Regions from separate parts of the Mus musculus genome. Here region 2 is linked to region 1. The links are chromatin contacts, called in public promoter capture Hi-C maps. All regions are on one chromosome and are shown on one strand. Each heading gives the region's core, a stretch centred on a gene start, on an enhancer-like site or on the middle of the called end of the contact. The rest is flanking DNA. Distances are from core to core; before and after follow the strand shown.

What was found. Promoter capture Hi-C pulls out the DNA fragments that hold promoters and counts their contacts.
Region 2: a promoter capture Hi-C map of the SN4741 cell line shows a contact between it and region 1, with 2.5 times the contacts expected there. The contact joins the promoter of Cacng3 here to the promoter of Dctn5 in region 1. A contact is called at or near these places in 1 of 39 promoter capture datasets (the SN4741 cell line) and 1 of 9 other capture datasets (pancreatic islet).

The regions. Positions count from the first base shown.
Region 1 is chr7:122,130,806-122,136,355 of GRCm38.p6, reverse strand. Dctn5 (dynactin 5) reads right to left here and starts at 3,315. Exons shown (of 6, transcript NM_021608.3): 1 at 3,175-3,315; 2 at 2,119-2,187; 3 at 1,186-1,304. The coding sequence starts at 3,222. Palb2 (partner and localizer of BRCA2) reads left to right here and starts at 3,410. Exons shown (of 13, transcript NM_001081238.2): 1 at 3,410-3,636. The coding sequence starts at 3,589.
Region 2 is chr7:122,669,407-122,674,956 of GRCm38.p6, reverse strand. It overlaps Cacng3 (calcium channel, voltage-dependent, gamma subunit 3), which reads right to left and starts at 3,213. Exons shown (of 4, transcript NM_019430.2): 1 at 2,973-3,213. The coding sequence starts at 3,183.

The sequences.
Region 1 (5,550 bases), core at 2,066-4,565:
TTTTCTTGAGAGTTAGGCATATCCTAGTGTCAAATCTTTCTCTGATTTGTTACTTTGTCGGCCTCTCAATTAGACACCACTTTCAAGCACAGGCCTTTCCTTCTACAAACTCTACCTTCATTGTTTGGAATTAAGGTATATACTAAGGGCGTGTCTGCATTCAAGCCCAAGGGATTAAAGGTGTGTCCTAAAGTGTGTCGGCATTCCAGCTAGAGTAGCCCTTTGCTGGATTAAAACTCCTCTACATATGTGCATTTGCTTATATGAGTTTATGTACACCTCCTGAATGTAAGAGTCCAAGGAGGCCAGAAGAACGAACTAGTCCTTAACTGGAACAATAGGCAGCTGTAAACCAGCCAGGTCCTTTGTAAGAGCAGTGGTGCTCTTAACCAGTGAACCATCTCTCTAGCCTCAAAACCCACCATTCTAATATGATAAAACCCAAGGATATACTAACTTTATACTTACATGTTAAGGAATGACTGTAGGAAAATATTAAAAGCTTATTTTCAATAACTAAACACTCTTTCTCTAGTAGCAGGAAAATATGCAGTAAAGACATTAGAATTTTTACCACAGTTCAAATCTGAGTGGAATGCTTGAGGAAGCACTCACTGGGACGGCGTGTATGGTGTCGTGCACAGTGCAGTGTGCGTGTGTGCACAGAGCTGAGGCTGCAGCAGCGTCAGATGATGTATCATGAGCAGATATTGCCAGAAACTTTGGATTCACTCTGTATTTCCTTTTGAGTTAATTTTTGGTTTTACAAACTCAGAAACCTTTCATTTGTTGTCAGAGCCCTCCACATTCAGTTATGCAATGATTATACAGGGACTTGCAGTTTAAGAAACTATTGGCTACACTAGTCCTGAGAGTTCTTTAATTTTAAATTAAAAATCCAAATTTCTCAGCACTATCTGATTCTGGAATACATTCGAGAGGAAACTCCAGCTTTACCGTTTACTCAGGCTTTACTATCTGTGTTCGGTTGTCTGTTTCTTGTAGGGACTTTTCTTCCTGACAGCCAACAATGAACACCCAGAGAGAGGTTCATTACTGTGAGCGCTTATGCAGCGCCCCCAAATGGCCAGATCTTCTCATTACACATCTAAACACATGGTCATGGGCAACATCACCAGAACAGGATGGAGCCTAGGATTGCAAACAGGTAATTAAGTCACATACCCTTTGCTGAATTTTTTGAACGGTGGCCTTATGACACTACGGCTTTTCACGACACAGTGACGTCCAACTCTTACATTTGCCAGGTCTCCTCGGATGATACAGTCATTCATTATAATGGTCTATAAAGCAAAACACGTGTAAAAAATACCAGTTAAGTCCATGTCCCTGAATTCTGTTTTAAAGTACTTAAGATACTGCCTCTTCATGAGTTTTGTGTCTAGTAGTCCTAGGCACAATACAGCACAGAGAACAATCTGCCACTGCATTCTGTTCAGACATAAAAGATTTCTGGCCCTTCCCTCCACCACCACCATGTTCTTACTCATAATATTTAATGCAATGTAAATCCTATTTAAATAAAATACTGAAGAAAATGACAGAAGTGTTCACGTTCTGTTTAGAAGAAATTCCTCCCCTCTCTTCTCCCTCTGTCTAGCTGCCCTGTGTCTCCTGTGCTCTCTCCTGTTATATTTCACGTGTTACTGCCCTCCCCACCCTCTTCCTTAAAGCTTCTTTATTCCCCATCTAATGGGCCGCTCTCTAATTTTTTTGGCTTCTCCTCCCTGATCGTCTTTGTGCATTCAATAAATCTAATTTGGAGAAAAAAATGAAAACAAAGAAAGAGGGGTTAGAGAGATGGCTCAGCGGTTAAGAGCACTGGCTGCTCTTTCAGAGGTCTGAGTTCAATTCCCAGCAACCACATGGTGGCTCAAAACCATCTGTAATGGGATCTAATGCCCTCTTCTGGTGTGTCTGAAGACAGTGACAATGTGTTCATATATACATAAAATAAATAAATGTTTAAAAAAACAAAAACAAAGAGAGAGAACTGGAAATGACAAATTGGAGACAGCACTATCCCATATACCCTGCTGATACAGTGACTAGCTGAAGGCATAAGGGTAACCTCCTGAAGCTGCCTGTGCCCTTTACCTTGCCATTGAGGACGATGTTCTGGCTTCCACACAAAACAGACTGGCGACTAACTTTGTTCCCAGATGCCTAAAAGCAAACAGAAATCTGGAGTGAAAAAACAGAGGATTTCTGGACTACAGTTTCCATCATGAAAGCTCACATTGAGGAGAAAATTACTTCAAATGAAGGGCAGTCTAAAAATGAATGAGGCCTGAATGTATACTGCACCCCTACTGTCCCAGCTCTGGGTGGGGTGACTGTGAATTTGGGGTTAGACTAAACTATGAAGTGAGACTCCATCACCAAACAAACAAACAAAAACAAACTGGAGAAGGAATGCACTGGGGGGGGGGGGGGAAGGCTGTGGGCACGGCTCCGTGATAAGAGCACTCAGGAACTGAATCCAATCTATCAAAAGAGCAAGGGTAGATCAGGAACTGAGAGCTCAAGAAATGAATTCAGGATCGGTATCTAATGAGCGGTCTAATGACTGATGTGCATTCAGACCCCACTTCCATATTACGGTTTCATAGCCTTCAGTGAGGAAAATTACTTTTCCATGATCACAGACACACAGAAAAAATAATGATAGTAACCCTAACGGGGGCAGTTTACATATGTTGTATTATGAGTTGACGAATAGAAACAATAACGTCTTAGCACGTAAGCAGACTGTGAAATATTATTTTTAAAAAGGGCCCGGAGTCTGAAAATGTAATTTATATACAGAATGAATAGGCTGTACTGTGTATTCCTCTGGAAGACATTATTTAACAGGAAACTCAGGCGTGTGTATATGCACACACATAGATATATATGCATAGAAACTCTCCCACATCCACACTTTCCTCCCCCGCTACACAGCACACCCACACACACGAGATGAAGGAGAAGAGAGCCTAATGCATGCATGCACCGACTAAATAACAATCAGATGAAACACGAAGCATCTCTAAGTCATCCAAGGAAGGGACTGAGGGAACGGGAACCAGTGCAGCCGGGACGGGAGGGGCGACCGTCCAGTCCTCGAGGGTCCCGTGACTGCCAGCGGCGGCAGGGTCGCCACACGCGCACCGTCTCGATGTACTCCGACTTGTTGTACAGCAGTTCGCCCAACTCCATGGCTTCCCCCTCTCTGAACCTCAGGATCCTGTCAGTAGCTCAGGCAGACGGTGATTCCAGCTACTTCCGGTTGATCGGCCACTTCCGCTATCCCCGCCCTGGACTCTCATTCGACTCTCCTCTAGTCAAGCCTGCTCGATCGCTCGGCAGTCTCCAGCTGCGCGTGCGCAGAGCGAACAGAGGTTTTAATTGGCCAGAGCGGCTAGCGCGCGGAACCTGTGTGGCTCGGCAGGAACATAGTGGGGGTGAACTAGGTCCCCGTTCTTCCCAGGGGTTCCTCTTGGCCCTAGGAAGCCCTGGCTGGGTCCCCGTGACCACAGGCCCGAGGCTGGAGACGGCTGCTCCTTGCGTTCGGCTTCCAACCCGATGGAAGAGCTTTCCGGGAAGCCCCTCAGCTATGCGGAGAAGGAAAAGGTGCCCGGGTTGCGGGAAGGGTGACCCAGGGCTTTAGGCTGGGTTTTCAAACCTAGTTCCTGTATCCGAGGCAGTGTCCTCCTACCTACAGCCTCCACGAGAAGTCACTGAGACGAGCGCGCTGCTCGGGTGGCGAAGCTTAAAATGCAGACGAGCCAAACCCATCTTCTAGTGGCACTGCATAAATATTAGGTGTAAAACTACATATAGGTAAACCTAGAGGCCCTCTTCTCTCCCACTCCACTCCGGCCCCGTCACATAAATCTTTCACGTCACGTCAACAGCCTTATATATATACATTTTCGTGTTTGTCTGTTAGGGCTTGACCTCCAAAATAGGTTTACATTGGAGAAGGGGATGGTTATAACGTGTACTCTGGTTGGTTCTGCAGCTGGTGTTCTCCATGTTTAAGACCCACGTTGGAACAAGATGAGGGGAAGAAAATAATATAAATATTACATATAATGAACAGGTGTTGTGTGTGTGCATACAAATTTAGTGTAGTAGTTAGAAGGAGCTCTCATTTCTTTCAGGCTCAGAATATTATTCTCCTGCAAGACTTAAATATTACTTCCATGTTCTTGTGCTTTCTGTGCAAAATTAGAATTCACATTAATTTGTCTTCCTATCCTGTCTTACCTTCTAAGGGTGGTAAAGATCATTTACAAATAAACAAGATAACTCCTACTTACTGATAAGATTGAGGACAAGATAACAGGTTAAGATCAGAATTACTCATGTTGTGGTGGCCCATGACCATAATTTGGTTGCTACTTAATAACTGCAGTTTGCTGCTATTATGAATCAAAATATATATGATATGAAACCTCTGTGTGTGTGGGGGGGGTGTTAAATGGAGCAGTTATAAATGGCAGCATCCTGGAGGAACTGCTTATTCTCTGTTCAGTTTGCATATCTCAAAGGAGGATGATTATATAATAGAATCTATTTGTTAGGGTTATTGTGAGTGCTAATTGAGTCATTGGACATTAAAGTCACAAAATTCCCTAGGACTAACTGAAGCACATTATGAAAGTATCTGCCATTTTTATTATTATGTGTCTGAGAATGGATGGGGACTAAAGTGACTTTAGCACAGAAGTGCTGGAGTCCCACAAAAGTGCTGGGGAATGAGGTGGGGAAAGTGCTTAAGAAAAGTTTAAGTTGTTAGTAACTTTTTTTCTTAATTTTTAATGACCAAAACAAAAACATACCTAAAAGTGAAGCCTCTGGAAAACCCACTTGCACTTCCCTGTCTTGTATCACTCCTCACACTTGACATTGGCTTCCTGCCTGGCCTTGTGTTTCAAAGCTGGGTCTCTGAATGCATCCTTGTTGACAACAGTTTTGCCCAAGGGGATATCCAGACTCCCTTGTGGGCATGAGGTGGTTATAGTTATAAACTTTCACAGAGGACTTTATCTTGGATTGCTTGGCAATTTTCTTCTAGCCTGTGGCAGCTGTCTCTTTTGGGGGATAGCAGTCAATTCTAGCCACTAGGGCATGGCTGTAAGGGCGGTCTGAGGTGCCATCATCAATCAGTGTTCTTCATGATACGGTTTTGCATCCAGAGTATTGTCCAGCTAGGACTAGCACCACTTTCCTGGGTTTCATGAACTTGCCCATTTCAACAGCAGTCAGCCTGCACCCAGCAGAAAAGAAGGACCTTTTAGTAACTTTCATTGTAGCTTTTTTGATGCTTTTGGTTTGTGGAGTTGTTCTTAAGAAAGGATCTCTTAGCCAGGCATGGTGGCACGCGCCTTTAATCCCAGAACTCGGGAGGCAGAGGCAGGCGGATTTCTGAGTTCGGGGCCAGCCTGGTCTACAAAGTGAGTTCCAGAACAGCCAGGGCTACAGAGAAACCTTGTCTCAAAAAACCAAAAAAAAAAAAAAGAAAAGAAAAAAAGGATCTCG
Region 2 (5,550 bases), core at 1,964-4,463, 540 kb before region 1:
CTCTGCGGAGTCATAGGGTGACAAGACACAAGAAAGCATCTCTTGTGAGTGTCGTGGTCCTCATGAGCATTCACAGTCATTCCCAGGGTCACTGTAAACATTCATTACAAACAAACATGTTGGCACTAACATCATAATTTCTTGAAGGACTTTTAGAAAATTTAGATTCCAGGGATGCACCATAGACCTATGGAGGCCTGGAATGTAGTTGTAAAGTCTGATAATCTATTTTTAAAAACCTATTCATAAGATTCCAGTGGCTAGCCAAGTGTGGGGACAATACATATATATTTGAATACTTCTGCTGTTAGGGGACTCATTATTGCTTCAAGCCTCTTACCCCACGCTGGTTAGTTATTTATATTTAGGTAAAACACCGACCCCCTTGAGGCCACAAAGAACATTTCAAATCTCTCTTCCAAATGACAGCCTTTCATAAGTTTGCATACAGCTGTCATGTCCCTCCTGAGTATTTTCTTATTTGGAGCAAAATATTCACATTGTCTCATGGCTCTTAAAGTATGAAAAAAGAACTCTTCTAAATGATGTGTAAGAAAAAAATAATTTAAAATACTCCTTACATAGGTTCTTTGATGTTTAGAAAACCAGAAGATGAGAATGTTGCTGTTCTGAGACAGACAGGAGCTAGTGAATAGAAATGGCTATCTATCTTCATCCTTACAGAGGATGGAGATCCTAGAATATATGCTGTCTGTTGCATGTGTCTTACCATGCAGAAAACAGAGGTTCCTGCAAATTTCTTGAGCACCCGATGTGTTCAATCCATTAAGAAGAATCTTGGCTTCAAATTTTCGCCAGGCCCATCTAGATGGTAAAAACTTTTCCGGTTCATAATGGTTTATGTATCTTTCCGAATGGAATGCTTTAGAACATGAGACTTAGCTGAGAAAAACTATAAGAAGGCTCCAACAAGTTTTCTCAAAAGAACTGACTAGCCCAAGAACACATCTCCAGTCCTTCTAATTCTTCCCCAATCTCCTTTCTCAGTTACCCGACTGAAGCCATGGAACACTCAGTTGGGGCTTTGGTCCCAGGCATGAACTGTAGGCCTAGAGCAGCATGTCGAAGAGAGGAGGAAATGCTCTTTATGCAGGTTTGAAGAAAGGTTCAGGAAATGTAGGCCCTGATTTTATCCTGACAGACATTTAAATAAATGAGGCAGGGTGAAGAATGTCAGTATCACTGTTTAATTTTACATTTCCAGAATATTTCCAAGGGGCAAAATGACTATAAACCTGATGTACTTCTGTATGGCTTTTAGCTGGGGAAGAACCCGGGTTTTTTTTTTTAATGCCACTTATGTAGGCATCGTCATATATACCAATCACAGCATTGCAAAACTGATTCGATTCATAATTGCCAACACAGCAAAGGGAATGGTGGAAATTCTCCAAGGTGAATGACCTCATGCTAGCCGACTGCAAATGGTCAGAAATAACCACATTTTAGAATTTCTGTCAGTTTACTGGCTGCAGTGTACGCTTCAGTAGTTCTAACTCAAGACTATTGATTCTGAATCAGTCATTTCTTGGGTTAACTGAGAGTTAAAAGGGACAAATCTCTTAGCTAAGAGTATAGAGACCATTTGCAGCAGTACTTGGTGTTTTCTGACTTCACATGAAGTAGCCCTTTCCCTCCTGGGTTTCCCACCAGTTGCAAATCTGTGTTGGAAACAGAATCAACTGTAGTGGCGCTATAGGCAGGAGAGTTCAGAGCGTCAGGACGTGGGAAGGAGGCCAGAGAATGATGCAATATTACACTAGCAAGTGATGTCATAGCATTAGTTCCCAAGTCATTTACATAAATGCGAGTTCCCAAGAAACCCTGAGAAATGCCACAGGGAATGCAGGGGGAGGAACCAAGGGAGATCGAGGGGAGGGGAGGAAGCCTGTATTTTCCTGACTATCACTGTGATAAACTTCACTGACTTCCTGGAAGCCAGAGAAACAGCAAAAATCAACCAAGCAGACAAAATCCCTTCTTAGTGGCCCTTTAATCTAGTGGCTCCCTTAGGTAGCAGGTTCACAAAGCTTTGATTTTCTTCATTATTTTTTCACTCCTTGTGATACCCAGGTATTGTCCACTGAAACTGACAGTCACTCTTCAAGTGGTGAAGCAAGTTTAGTAGTGACATAGGCTACCTAAGAGCTCCACATTCTAAAATGGCCTGCCCACCTCATTATAATTTAGAGCAAATCCTCTAATTTTTAAAATTAGAAGCAATGAGATGCAATTCTCAGAGTCAGTCTTATCTAAATGTCAAGGAAATACATTTGCTGGTGATGGGCGTGATTTATGAATGAAGTCAGGTGGAGAGCAAACACCAAGACTTCAGTTTTATTTTGAGCCTAAATAATGAAACACTTATTCATAAAGACATTTTCTTTAGATGTGAGGGTGTGGGGATTAGGGCTTACATATTGTTCCCTAGTATAAGTTAACAAAGGGAGTTCATGACAATGTCTAGTTGGACCAAACTCAGAAGAGGCTGGTAAGCTTTTATTGATTAAAAGATAAAAAACCAGATCAGAGTGCTCCAGGTTAGATCAGTCCCTCAGCACCTTCCTGTCTTCTCTGCTTCCATTCCTTAATAATCCCCATTCACCAAAATGTAATTAAACAAATCCAAAGTCTCCTTCTATAGACAGAAATCCAAGCAGTGCACAACATGCTTAGAGACTCGGGATTAGAGGCTTTCTCAACTGCAGAAGGTGTTTAAGAGCGTTACAAAATCACATCACATTTGGCATAGACCAAAACCAATCAACAAGACCCAACCCTTCCATCCACACAGCACCAGGCTCCGTGGAAGCATAGTCTGGACCCTCACATATTTCCAACAACAATTAAAACTATTTTTCTTCCCCTCCATTGCCTCTATTTCCCCCCCAACACATGTCAGGACATTAGAAGCAGATCATTCAGAGCCAGTGAGAGGAATTTGTAAGTACCTTCCAAGCAGCAGGTCCTCCACAACCCGGAGTGGGTCATTACTTCTTCATTCTTCCTGCTGGTTTCATTGTCACTTGTAGATTTAGTCCTGCACACACCTCTGGAATATAGCCAGTAGTCCGTGCCCACTGCAATGGTCATTAAACTAAAAGCTGCGAAGGCTCCTACAGTAGTGATCAACATCTGGATACCTCTGTCACACATCCTCATAATTCTTCATGGTACTCTGAACGGCTGGGGGTTGGAGGGGTAGATTCAGTGACAGACGGGAGAATCACTCTGCAGCTGGGTAACCTAGGACGGCCTCTTCCAAAAATCCAGATCTCCTTTTGTCAGCATCCACGGGGACTTTGGGAAAGCTGGGATTTCCTGTCTTGGGCTCTCTCCAGTTCCCCGAGTCCTCTATGGCCCTCGGGAGGGTGCGGGCTCCAGGGGGTTGGTCCACATCACTGCCGCGGTCAGAGGATTCCTGGGTTGCTTTCATTCCTCAGGAGCTTGGTGAGGACTAGCGTTTGTGCAGGGCATGGCTTCGGAGCTTGGAGCTGCCAGCTTGGTTTGAGATGCGCCTGGTTTCTCACAGCCCCGAGAGACTCAAGGCAAAAGAAACCCAGAGAGGTCTGGTGTGTGAGCGTGTGAGCGTGTGTGCGTGTGTGCGCGCGTGTGTGTGAGTGTGTGTGTACGTGTGTATGTGTGTGTGTGCGTGTGTATGTGTGTGTGAGTGTGTGTTTGTGTGTGTGTGCGCGCGTGCGTGCGTGTGTGCGAGCGCGTGTGCTGGGGGTGAGGGCGGATGGCAAAAAATAGCTCTGCTGGGAGGCGAGTCGCTGAGAAGAGTGTTCACTGCTTCCCCAGCCTCCCAGGAAAGCTCTCCGCCTGCTCTCCACACCCCCGCGCAAACTGGAGAAAAGGGAGAGTCCTGGGGCGGGGGCCGGCCACTTGCGTCGGAGAGCTGAGGTCCGTGGTGCTGAGCGGACAGCTCCTCTCCTGTTGCCCAGCCTCCCACTTCTCAAGGCCGGGTCGTTGGAGGTCCGTGGTGCTGAAGGGACAGCTCCCCTTGCCGCTGCACCGTTCCTCGTGGTCCTAGTCTAGGAACTCCGGGTGCTGAAGGGTCCCTTCCCTAACACTCTCCTAGTGCGTTCCTAGAGCCAGCCAGCCAGCTCAGCTCTGCGTACTCAAGCCCACAACCAAGCAAAGTTTCGGGAGCCCAGGGCAATCAGCATCAGGGCTTCAGGGCACTGCAGTACGGCGGATCCGGCTCCTCAGAGGGAAGGGTTAAGGACAAGGGCCCACAGCGCACTCTGGCGCGCGCGTTATCTCAGAGCCCACCCCACGCAGCATTCTCTAATCAACCCTCCTCCTCATCCCTGAGCCCAATGAGCCAGGCAACTTTGCTCTTTGCTGCAGGAGTCCACTAGGGAGACAGAAGCCGGGAAAGATCTAATCTTTTTAAAGGGATGGGAGACTGACTGGTGGCTCACTTGGGTGGGCAAAATGTTGTCTATGTGTATTTGTCTCAATTTCATTCCTCAGAAAACAAACCAATATGTCTACCCTCCTGTCTCCGGAGCTCAGATTTACACAGGAGACAGTGTGCTTACATCAGACCCAGAACCATTCATATGTATATGTGAACATATATACCTCTAAAGGGCTGAAGGAACTAAATGTACCTAAACTGTTGTTTACATATCAGGGACCTTGGATGAAGGGATGTAAAGGTTTGATTTCTGAATACACTTCTTAAATATTTTCACACTTTTACATTTGAGGGGGTGGTGAATTCAGGATGAGAGAGCATTGAAAACGTCAGCTTCTCTCCAAAGGCCCTGGTGCTGTTCATTTGTTAACATCTTCTAAGTCAGACCAGGATGCAGGTGTAATTAGGTCTGGGCTCCTTGCTTGCCCAAAGCACAAATGTCATCACACACCTGTGAGTTCTTTCCCTCAGAAATAGCAAATGCTGAAAAGAACTGGCACAGACCAGCTTCCCGGTTCCATATGTTCTAGCATATAGATAAGGACACACACTAAGTTGACTTCAGGCATTCCACCGAATTGCTCTGACCAATTATTTTCTTGTGGGCTGACAGGTAGTAACACCCATTTGGATGCTTGGAATTGAGGCTGCATGCGCTATTTCTACAACCCATGAGATGTGCCCACAACCAGCTGTCATAGTTGAGTGTTATTTAACTGGACAAACATATAATGGAAGGGGATCACAGACATCTCCATTCCCCAGGATGCCATTTCTGGCTGTATGAGAGCTTCTATTCAGGTAACTGAGTAGGGGCAATATACTGAAGAAGTCTCAGACTTGGCTCACAACCTTTTTGTTACTTTGATATTTTTATTTTTATGTTAATGTCATTTGAAGATTTGGTTCTTGGTGTTATATATACATATGCGTGCACATATAGGCTTATTTGTATAGTTGTGTTTATGTCTAAATGAGTACTATGGTCAATTTTGTCATGATTTCTGAATGCCTATGAATTTGTTGCAGACATAAAGTAGATATGTGAGTATATGTGTACACACACATGGTGCAGTTTGTAGGGTCATGTGATCGTGCTTTAT